Regions from separate parts of the Sus scrofa genome. Here region 1 is linked to region 2. Evidence: chromatin contacts called from public HiChIP or PLAC-seq data. All regions are on one chromosome and are shown on one strand. The core of a region is the stretch at or near the end of the contact, and the rest is flanking DNA. Distances in the headings are between cores, read along the strand shown. Region 1 holds the start of USP33 (ubiquitin carboxyl-terminal hydrolase 33). Region 2 holds the start of FUBP1 (far upstream element-binding protein 1).

The links. HiChIP or PLAC-seq counts read pairs in DNA pulled down with a chosen protein or histone mark.
Region 1: a contact with region 2 is called in an H3K27ac HiChIP or PLAC-seq map of skeletal muscle. The contact joins the promoter of USP33 here to the promoter of FUBP1 in region 2. A contact is called at or near these places in 1 of 5 promoter capture datasets (fetal skeletal muscle) and 2 of 2 datasets of contacts at active chromatin or transcription factors (alveolar macrophages and skeletal muscle).

The regions. Positions count from the first base shown.
Region 1 is chr6:135,523,092-135,528,770 of Sscrofa11.1, reverse strand. USP33 (ubiquitin carboxyl-terminal hydrolase 33) reads right to left here and starts at 4,399. Exons shown (of 21, transcript XR_002345137.1): 1 at 4,170-4,399.
Region 2 is chr6:135,279,056-135,284,457 of Sscrofa11.1, reverse strand. FUBP1 (far upstream element-binding protein 1) reads right to left here and starts at 2,984. Exons shown (of 20, transcript XM_021096436.1): 1 at 2,683-2,984. The coding sequence starts at 2,802. It overlaps DNAJB4 (dnaJ homolog subfamily B member 4), which reads left to right and starts at 3,082. Exons shown (of 3, transcript XM_021096446.1): 1 at 3,082-3,414.

The sequences.
Region 1 (5,679 bases), core at 3,150-5,649, 240 kb before region 2:
GCCAGAATATTGTCGATAATAAAAAAATGAAAATTTATTCTCTAAATAATGCTGCTACTAAAAAATCTGAAATTCCTCCTTCAGGATTTTATAAATAGTCAAAAACTGTAGGAAATGGTCTTATTTGATGTCACATTCAATCCCCTATTTTTATCATATTGCCTTTCTGCAGGATGGTGCTAGACCAGGGGAATTTAGAGACTAACTTAACAAAAACACAATCAAGCATGGGCCAGACACTATTTATCTAGTGGGGCTGGCAGGACAGTTCAAACTCCACCCTACTTTCCCTTTTGAATGACTGGTCATCTACTATCTACCTCATCAACACTTTTCAACACCTTATAATTTCTTTATTCTCCTGAAACAACCAATTTGACCTGTTTACCCTCCTCAACCACAAGTAATTATCTAACACTCAAACCTTAGTGCCATTTCTTTTTCTTTTTTACAGCCACAACTGCAGCATACGGAAGTTCCCAGGCTAGGGGCTGAATGGAGCTGCAGCTGCCGGCCTACACTACAGCCATGGCAACAACAGATCCAACCTGCATCTTCGACCTACACAGCAGCTTGCAGAAACGCTGGATCCTCAGCCTACTGAGTGAGGCCAGATCAAACCTGCATTCTCACAGACTCTGGGTCAGGTTCTTAACTCACTGAGCCACTATGAGAACTCCCCCTCGGGGCTTTAAGTCTCTCCTCACTTTCTGCACTCAAGCAGTTAGCAAATTCTATTGTTTCCTTCTTTTCCCCATCACTCTCTACTCGAATTCCTTCTAAGTCTCCACCTAAACTGAGGCTTTTATTTCACCCCTGGATTATTTAATGAGCATGCCTATTAACAGATACAGTTGACATCTGGCTCCCTATTCTTCAGCTCACCTTGCAGCTGGTACAGATAGTATCCTGACAACTCCCCACCTCCACCACTTCTCTGCTTCTAAGTTCTCCAGCCTATCAGGTGCTTGCCCAATCCTAGCTTAGGTAACAGAAAGTGCTTAAGGCATTTCAAGGACAATCTCAATCAGTGAGGACTTGGAGTAGGTGGAAAAACTCCCCAGCTCCCCTTCATTTGGTAGGACAATTCTGAGGCAAATTGTCCTACAAAAATCTCCACAGGTTTATGCCCCCAGTTGCCCATCAATTGGCTTTTTTCTCTTTCCTGACTCTTTACCCACTCCCTCACTTGTGCTTCCTGGCATTTCACCTGCACCCATGTTATCTCAGGGTCTCCTTACAACACAGCACTTCACAGCAGGTTAGGAATCTGGCACTGTTACTACAGTGGCTTAGTTGCTGCTGTGCTGCAGGTTCAATCCCTCACCGCCCAGGAACTTCACATGTCACATGTCGTGGGGCCAGCCGAAAAAAAAAAGATAGCACTTCAGAGGGCCACGGGGCCATAAAAGTGATGCTACTGAGATCTTGTTTAACCTAAAGCTGCCCTTGGTCTCAATCTTCTCCCCATTACAGTTCATTCTGCATTCATGTGGATCACATACCTTTTCTTTCTTTCTTTCTTTTTTTTGGGGGGGACGTGTCTTTTTAGGGTCACACCCAAGGCATGAGGAAGTTTCCAGGCTAGGGGATGAACCAGAGCTGTAGCTGCCAGTCTACACCACAGCAACGCCAGATCCTTAACCCACTGAACGAGGGCAGGGATAACACCCAAGTCCTCATGGATACTAGTCGGGTTCATTACTGCTGAGCTGCAACACGAACTCCTCACATACCTTTTCTGACTTCATCTTCAATGAAGTCTTTCATCATTTGTCTTTTTCATCTCCTATTACTAACATATAAATCATAATTGTTCTACCTACCCTGTCTCAAATATAATTTGGACTTTTCCAGGAAGGCAATAATCTATTCATTTTACAAATGTCCTCCGATATTCACTGAAAACGTTGCAAAGCTCATTCGTCTCAAATATCATCTCTACCAAGATTCGATCACGTCTCTCATACCTAAATTCCCGATTAAAATAGTCATAAGACACTTTACTGTAGTTGTGTAAAAAACTACCCTACTTGACTACAAACCTGACTCTAAATTCTTTAAGGAAATAAACCATGTTTCATTCTTTTCTTTTCCAAAGAGCTTTTTTTTCCCTCTGGTAGACTTATAGATATTGAAGTCCTTAGCCTTCTAAAGTAACTTTTGAAAGGAACATTTATTTTGATATACGCATGTTTCTTAAGTATTAGTTCTCTTGATATATACTATATTGTACAAAATTTGTGCTCCTTTTTATGGACAAATCAATTGTACTCATCTCAGAGTTTTTGGAACTATCCTATTTGCCAAAATGCTTCTGAAGTCACATGTAGACTTTTTTTAGAAAGTTTTTAAAAATATGTATATATAAAAGCTGTTACTTATTCTTTTATTTTTAGAAATGACTACATTTCATGTTTCTCACCAAAAAATCTTTCACATTTATGTACTTCATTTTCCTTGCAGAGTCCACAGCCTGCCACGTGTTATAGTTCACAGTGCTCCAATATCAATTCCAATTTATATCAAAGATTGTTCAGCAAGATTACTTCCGGCTTCAAGGAAATTCTGATCCATACACAACCTCGAAATGCTTCCGTCATGAGAAAAGACTTTTCTTGGCATTCCTAACTCAAGAGGATTGGCATAAGGCTCAAAGAAGACTGTACATGTGAAAGGTCATTAGAATTCTAATGGCAATACATAAACCTAAGACATCTCCTTAACTCTGAATTTCAAATAAAGATTAGAATAATTATTTACTACAATCCAATGCTATTAAAACTGCACTGTTATTTGCTTACTGGCAGGTTATAAATAGCCAGAAAAGACAAAAAAATTGAAAAGGAGCAATAAACCAAATCAAAAATAAGAAGTAATCTTAAGTAGACTATTCCTCTTGTATACAGCAGGAGGTCAGATATTTTACTCCTGGAATATTTTTTGTACTGTCCTTTTTTCTTTCAACCCTGTCAAAGTAAATAACAGAAAGCCTGGCATAATGTAACAATTACTACCACTTTTTCTTAAAATTAGCATTGTCTTTCAATAAGATTCCTATTTTTTCCCCTGTTTATATTAATAGCATGAAGTCGCTAATAATATTTGCATTAGGTTCAAATCAAATAATCTATTATCCGCATTAGTCAGAGCTTTCCAGATGATATAACTGCCTCAACCAGAAACGGAACTAAAATAGCCTCATCAGTTTTTGAAACAGGCTTTCCTTAAAAGAAAAATAATCTGATTAAACTAAAAAATTCTACAATTCTACATAAAATTCTTCTGTTGAGCAAGAAGTCGAAATGCTTGTGGTTAAAAATTCAGCGTCAGTTTAGAGCCTATGCTCCTGCCAGTCTTTTTCCCCTCTGGCCCAATTTTCCCGGCCTAATACCAATTATATGAGAAAGCAAACCCTAAAAATACGTGAGTGCAGCGAAACACCTAGAATCATCCAACAGTTCCACCTGCAACCTGTAAGTATTCAAATGAAGAGCGTTTTGTAGTAGGTAAATATGTAAGAATAAAGGTCTGGGAAAACACACACCGTGGAAACTGACTCAAACAAAAGCTGCAGATGGCCAGACAGCAAGGGGTAGCCTCTGAAAAGTCAAGATCAAATATTCGTCGGAGAAAAATTCCAGGGACGACAATACCCAGGTCTTCCCGCTGACAACAACGAATAACGGGGCCCCTGGGGCTGTACGCATGGGTCCGATCATGCCAACTGCGCCGCAAAGCGAAACCAGAATCCAGTAGCCAGCGCGCTGCGGGGTTTCAATCTTCTGCGTTCGCCGTGAGGGACTGGCAAGATGTAATGGGGAGACCAAGGAAAGGAGCGGAGCCTCTCGCAGGGACTTGCCTCACCCCTCCTGCCTCCGCTTCCTGGGGGAGCACACCCTGCGGACCCCGCCTCAAATCTACCCCCGACTCATGTCCTCCGCCGACCCCCCTCGGGGTGGGCACCAATCATCCTTGCAGCGCAGAGCACTGGAAGGGCCTAGGCCTTCTACCCGCCCGCGCACCCACCACCCCCACCCCAGACCAAGAAAAAGACGCCGCTACAGCAGTCACAGCGTCGCCGCGCGGGAGTGAGAACACAGACCAGCGCCCGGCCGCAGACGATGCGCCCTTCGGCCCCGCGCCCCTCCCAGCAGCGTCGCGCTCACCTCCACGGCCTTCCCCAAGGGACCCGCCAGCGCGGCCAACGATGGCCTGCGGCCGCTCCTCCACCAACTCTTCTTTTACTCCCCTGCCTGGGAGAGGGGCGGTGTCGCATATACAGCGCCGGAAAACGTTCCGCAGCTCAGCCCACGGGGTCCCCGCCTCCCGCACCGGCCACTTCCCGCAGCAGCCGCGGCTCCTTCCGGTGTCTCCGCGGCCGCCGCAGGCGCCTCGGGCGTCGCGGGAGAGCGGGGCGGGGCTGCTGGGAGAGGCCGCCCCGCCTCCGGGGCGTGGTCACGGCGCCGAGTCCAGGTGCGGGGACCCAGGCTGCTCTCACCAATGGGGCTTCCAAAGTAGCTAGGAGCACAGGAACCGTGTAGAGTAGTTGTAGATTTGGGGCACCTTTCGTTTTTACACGTGTTCTCCCCCTCTTCTAGACCACATTACGACCTTGCATTACAGAAGTTGCATTACGGCTGCCCGATGAATGACCTCAGGTTTCTGAGCTTACACAAAGAAATGTTAGACTACTTAATTCAACGCTTTCCCTTCCTTTCCTCTTCCTTCTCCCAAATTCTTCGGGCCTAGACTCTCTGAAAATCATTGTGTTCCGCTTTCTACGTCTAGAAAGTAGAAAGTCATCGCTTTCATTTTCCCTTAGGCCAAAATCAAGATCAAATCAAATATTTATTGAAACCTTAGTACCTGCTTAGTGACTAGAGCATTGGAAGAGATCTCCCTTCTAATTCATGGATCTGTTAATATTCTCTCAAGTGATTGATATGCAAACAGTAAAAACAGTGAAATTAATATAAATTAAGTGTTAAAATTGCCACCTTCGAAGTATCTGTTTACCTCTAACTTTTTGGTCTCTCAAATGCGCGCTTTTCTCAAGTGTTATGTAAGATGCTCAAAATCCATCTGAAACAAGTAGAAAATATGAGAGGTTCTAATTCTCTTCATTTGGTAAAAATGGAAGAAAGGAATCTTTGTCAACATTCTATGTAGGGACTGATACTAAGGTCTCAGTTTGCATCATAAATGTTCACCTATCCTGAATTCACTGAGTATCAGCATATTTCAAAATATTGCAGTCTACAGGATGTCAGCAATGTGGTTAAATTTTTAAATCAAATATCTAAATGTTTTTAAATATTTATACTCCTCCTTAAAGAGATAAGAGAATGATGGAGTTCCTGCTGTAGCTCAGCGGTAACGAACCCAAATAGTATCCATGAGGACTCCGGTTTGATCCGAGTGGGTTAAGGATCAGGTGTTGCGGAGAGCTGCGGTGGATGCAGCAGACGCGGCTCGGATCTGATGTTGCCCTGGCTGTAGTGTACGCTGGCAGCTAAGCTCGATTGGGCCCCTAGCCTGGGAACTTCCATATGCCACGGTGCTGCCCCCAAAATAGACCAAAAAACAAACAACAACAAAAAAAAGAGATGAGAATGATCATGAAAATCATTTGTTTCCTGATGTTTTGAAACAAAGTGCTATCTGAATTAAAGGAGT
Region 2 (5,402 bases), core at 1,735-4,234:
TTAACCTACATCTCCCACTCTACTTAGTCTCCGTCTCTGATTCACTTCTATCTTCAAATAACCTTAAGGGGAAAAAAAGTAGATAGGTACATTTTAATTTCCCAATGTTTCAGAGACAAAACTTGTCATTAATGTGAGCTAACCCAAGAATTTCAACCTTGACCTATAAATTTCTAAAGTATACAGGTTGAAAACCCTAAACTAGAAAAGCAATCTAGTGCCCTCCTGCTAGATTTAGCTCACAGAATATTATAAAAATCTGGAAACTTCACATAAAAAAAAATAAGCTATTAGAATTATCTGGAAAAAAGATTGGGCAACTTGGTCTAAACTGCCAGATGGCAACAATCAGCTGAGTAAATGCTGCTAGCATTTACTAGACAGATAGGAACCACGGATCCTAATCATTTGTTCTGCTTTCCCACATAACAAAGAACTGTCTAGCTGAAATGCCAAGACCTTCCCCATCAGTACACAGCTCTTTGAGGGCAAGAAGCTCTTCTTATACCTCTTCCTTCCAAAGAACAAAGCACAATACTCAGGACAAAAAAAAGAAACTTAAGGTTAAATGGGGATTTTGGAAAATGTAATTCAGTATCCATTTAATACAGATAAGGAAAAAGTAGTCCAGATATTAACTTGTTCATTTCACCCAAGCATTTCCCCCTATACTTCACTTATACAATCAGAAAATCAGCTACAATCGGTATATGGGGCCATTCTCAAATGTAATCAGAAGGGGTAATTCAACTCAAATGCTAAACTTGAGAATCTTAGCTTTAAGATCAATTCTGCAGAAACTCAGATTTTAAGATCAAGTCTGTAATCAAATTACAGTAAAGACCTTTGTAAATCATTACAGCAAGGACATGGGGCAGCTGACCTATTGGCATATAGCAAAGGTCAAGAAATTTCATAGTTTGAGGACAATTTCTATACTAAAAAAAGCTGCTAACCTGTCTTCAGAGAGTTGTATCCACATTTTCTCACCTCATTTTCCACCCTCCTTCCCCACTCAACCCTATTCTCCAGTGACTTCACTGTTATGGTCTTTCATCCCCCAAGCCTCCAAATCTCTGCACATGCTGCTTCTTTCTCCACTGGTCAAACTCTCATTCTTTAATGCCTCACTTAAAATATCAGTCCTTTACTTTGGCAGTAAGGAAGCCCACTCCTCTAGTTTTGTGTACAGTGCCTGATGCACGGTAGAACTCTATAAATGTTTACAGAACAAATGGATGAATTAACAGTGCCCATTATTTTGTCTACTCTGACTATATCACAGTTTCAAATAAGGCAAAAACCCAATTAACACATTAAAAAAAGTCTCCAGTATATAAATACATTGTGTGGCACAATTTAATTTAACATGCTAGTTGAATAACATAATTCAGGTGAGTCTACCAATCCAATCTATAATAAAACCCGTCTAACAGAGTCCCTGTCATGATAAATGTTTCAGTTGCTATTCTAAACTTGTTCAGAAAAAATAAATATTAAGTGAAGAAATCACAGACTTAGTATTTATTAATGTCTTTCTGTTGACTCTGGAATATTTTTGATTATAAACAAGCACAGGTACATTTTTATTAATATGTTCATACTATAAAAGTACGGGCAATTTGCTACATTACTACAGATTTTATGGATTTTGACTCAAACAATCCTTTAACCAACTGGAGGGTGAAAAGTAGGTTAAGGAAGTCAACTTCTAATGCAATGAAAATACACCACAAGATTAGTTTCTGATTACCATTAGTTTAACAGCCTACTCAAAAAGCGTCTAGCACCTAATGTGCATTGGGTCTTAACAAGATTCTTACTGTTGCTTAAACACCAAGTCCACACCAACAATATTCTAAAGTTACAATTATATTAAGGGAATTTAACGAAGGCAAAGTTCAAATTACATCCTGGAGCACAACATACTTTTTTTTAAAACAGCTTTCGCTTAGGAAAGAAGTGACTTCAGGGCAAATGTACGCACCTACGTAATACAAAGAGGTCTGCTCAGTTTACGACTCCGAACTGAGAGGTAGATTCAAATTGAAACTTCGGGTATAATGGGCCTGAAGCCATTTTGAGAAATAAGAGAGAAGGAACGGTAGAAGACAAGTCAATCCCGCCCTGAGGAGGGATTCCAACCCGGGATACCAGTGCTCTCATAATTCTTGTAGGTGTGAAAGCTTATGGCCACCGAAAGATTAATTGCGAGAGAGCTCGAATGGGCTGGAAAGTCTAAAAAATGCTTTAATGACAGATACCTTTCCTTACTATGGCTCCTGCGGACGGACCCTAGTCCTTTGCCAAACTCATTACCAGAAGCTTCCACACTATTGTGTAAAACTACGCGCGCTTTATCCCATGGAGGATGATGTTCACTCTGAGAAAAAGGAAATCTTAACTCCTTGGAGAAAAAAGCGTGAGTGCCGCAGAAGCGGGAGAAAAACCTAAAGCCATCTTCGCGTAGTTCGCGTCGGGGTTCCAAGTGGCTTAAACGCCGAGGACACAAAACCGAATTCCAGCCTCTCGTCGGCAACACCAACGTGGGGAAACGGGAGACTTCTCACAATTCAGAGCCCGGAAGGGCACTTCTCTCGCTCAGGCGCGAAGTAGCGGCCTACTCAGCCAGCGGCCAATTACCGTGAGCTATCGGGATCCCGCCGCGCGGTCCTGACTTACCTGCCGGGCTCGCTGCAGCGCATCTTTGAAAGCATCGTTAACTCCTCCACCGCCGCCGCCGCCGCCTCCACCACCAGCTGAGCCAGAGGAGGGTGGAGGTACTGTTGAATAATCTGCCATGCTTACACTACAGTGGCCGCTACCGCTTCTTCGTAGAGACCCCTCTGCCAACTGCTAAGAAAGAAAGAAAATGGCGGCCGTCGAGGCTGTATCACATTCTTGTGCGACCATCGTGCCGTAAAGGGGCGGAGACTGAAAGGAGAAAATCTCGCGGTGTTTTGAGGCTACGAGCTGGTATGGGGGTGGGGCTGGGGAGGGCGAAGGCAGCGAGATGTCGCGAGAATTGTCTTTAGGTTTCGCGAGAATGGGGGTCCTTTAGGCACCTCCTCTTTGTGTTCTTAGGTTGAAGTTGTGCGGTGGTCACACGGGGGCGGTGGGTAAGACTGGCAGTGCGGGCGCCAATGGTTCGAGTTTTGGAAAGCCCGAAGAAAAGGAGTAGTTTCTTATCAGTCGCCGGCTCAGGGAAGTAGTGTGGGTGGGTTTCCCTCCGAGGGTCGTGCAGTGTATCCACGGGGAAGGGATGACGTCGATAGGCGTAACGACAGCGCAACAGTGACTCTTGAGAGCGCTGCCTCCAGAAGTGCACCTGGGAGAATTGGGCGAGCTACGCGGCGCGATGATGCTCCGGAAGACGTCTGCCCGGCCTAGCGGGAACGCGGCGTGATTTTCAGGGTAGTAAAGTGTCCCTGTATTTTACTTGTAGATTGTCAGATTTCTTAGTTTTATCACAAGAGGGGATGAATTCAGGGTGGGGGCCTTAGTTCTGGAGCTTATTTCGAAGGTTTTGTGCAAATAATGTGAGTGAGGCTCTGAGGTTATGATTGCCTTTTTCTTTACCTTACCGTGATTGTTCCTAAAACTCAGTTTTAAACAGGTTTTGTAACCTAGTGTGTGTGTACGTATCCCTGGCCACTTTTACTGAGCTCCTTGAAGTTGAGAACAGCATCCATTTCCTGACCAAAATTGACCATATGGCTTCTTAGAAATAGTTTTCCCCAGCTGCAGCCTGTGAGATTTCAAATATAATGTGTTGTATTGCCGTCCCAGGGCTAGATGATGATGACGATTGTTATTATTTGTATTTTCTGTTATCTACTTCAGTTACTGGGTAATTTCCGACGTTCCTTCAGACCTTCAGCTCATGTCGTAGCATATAATTTAATGGTAGTAGTTTCAGACTCATTAGGATGCTTTAGGAGTCGATCGCAGTGATTTTTTACCCCTAAATTCTTTCCTTTGAGGGGACAAAGAATGAGGTAAAGTGAACTTTACCAAGTAAAGTGTTTTGGGTTTTGTGAATTAGGTTTCAAAGTGTACTTGTCCCATTGCTGGTGATGAGTAGAGAGAACTGTGTGCTGCAGTCTTCTTGATACTTAAAATTACTGGGTTCACTTGCTCAAGGACTAAAATAAGTCAGATAACCAAGCAGTTACATGCACAGAGATACACGTGGGGCATCATTTCCCTCTAATGAGCTTTTCTTACCATCCTATCCATTTATAGCTCTGATTATCTTTTTAATTGTGCATAGCCATCTATTTAGATTTGGGGGAAATTTGTATTTGGGAAAGCAGTGAATTTATTGGACTACAGATTTAAGCATAACTGGTAAAAAAAAAAAAACCAACTAAAAGCAGCATTGGGTGGTATTACTAAATAGTATTTTTTCAATTGTTTTAGTCTGCCCAATAAATGACATTTATTAATTGGTAATTGATTTTTTCATATTTTACTAATTAGACTTATATACAAATGTCTTAATCAACATAGTGTTAACCAGAGAGATAAACTTTAGTTCGTGTATACCACAGTTTTAGTTGTCTCTAAATATTAAAACTAAGTAAAGACCTCCATTTCTAGTTTTTGGTAGATTCTTCTGGAAGTATAGGTATTCTAGGATGGGAACAATTTAGAATCAGTCTAGAGCAGGATTTCTCAGCCTCAGCACTATTGACATTTTTTGGCCAGATAATTCTTGTTTTGTACTACTACCGTGCATTGTAGTGAAGTAGCATCCTTGACTTCTACGTGTAGGTGCCAGCAGCTCAACCCTCCCATACCAACTGTGACAACAAAAAAATGTCTCCAGATATTGCAGATATCCCCTGGGCAGCAAAAATCACTCCACAGTGAGAACCACTGGTCATCTTGATTGCTGCTCTTGCTTTTCCATCAAGAAGACTTGTTTACTATGCTTCAGAGGTATATTCCACATTCCCGTACTTTTCAGCTCCCACTGCTCCTGAGTTAACCAAAACCTCAGTCTTGGACTGTTACAGTAGCATTCTAGTTGGTTTTTCTGCTTCCACCCTTACATCTTTACAATTTACCATTAAAAATTATGAAGTTTCATAAAGTGTATAATGTATATATGAGGTCTCAAAAAGCATCCATGTATGTACTTTCTAGGAATGTTCTCCAAGTACTAGATCCATTAGCAGTATTTTGAAGCTCAAGGGTGCCTCTACCTGATTGTATTACAATTGTCTCTTCATATAGCAGCTCGAAAGATAAAGCGTAAATCATATCATCTCACCTATCTCCTGGAATGTTCTATGGACTCCACATAGTCAGCCTACTCTCTAAACACTCCTTTTCCTCATTCCACTTGAGCAAGATCATTCTGCTTTTAGGGCATCGTACTTGCATTTTCCTCTGCC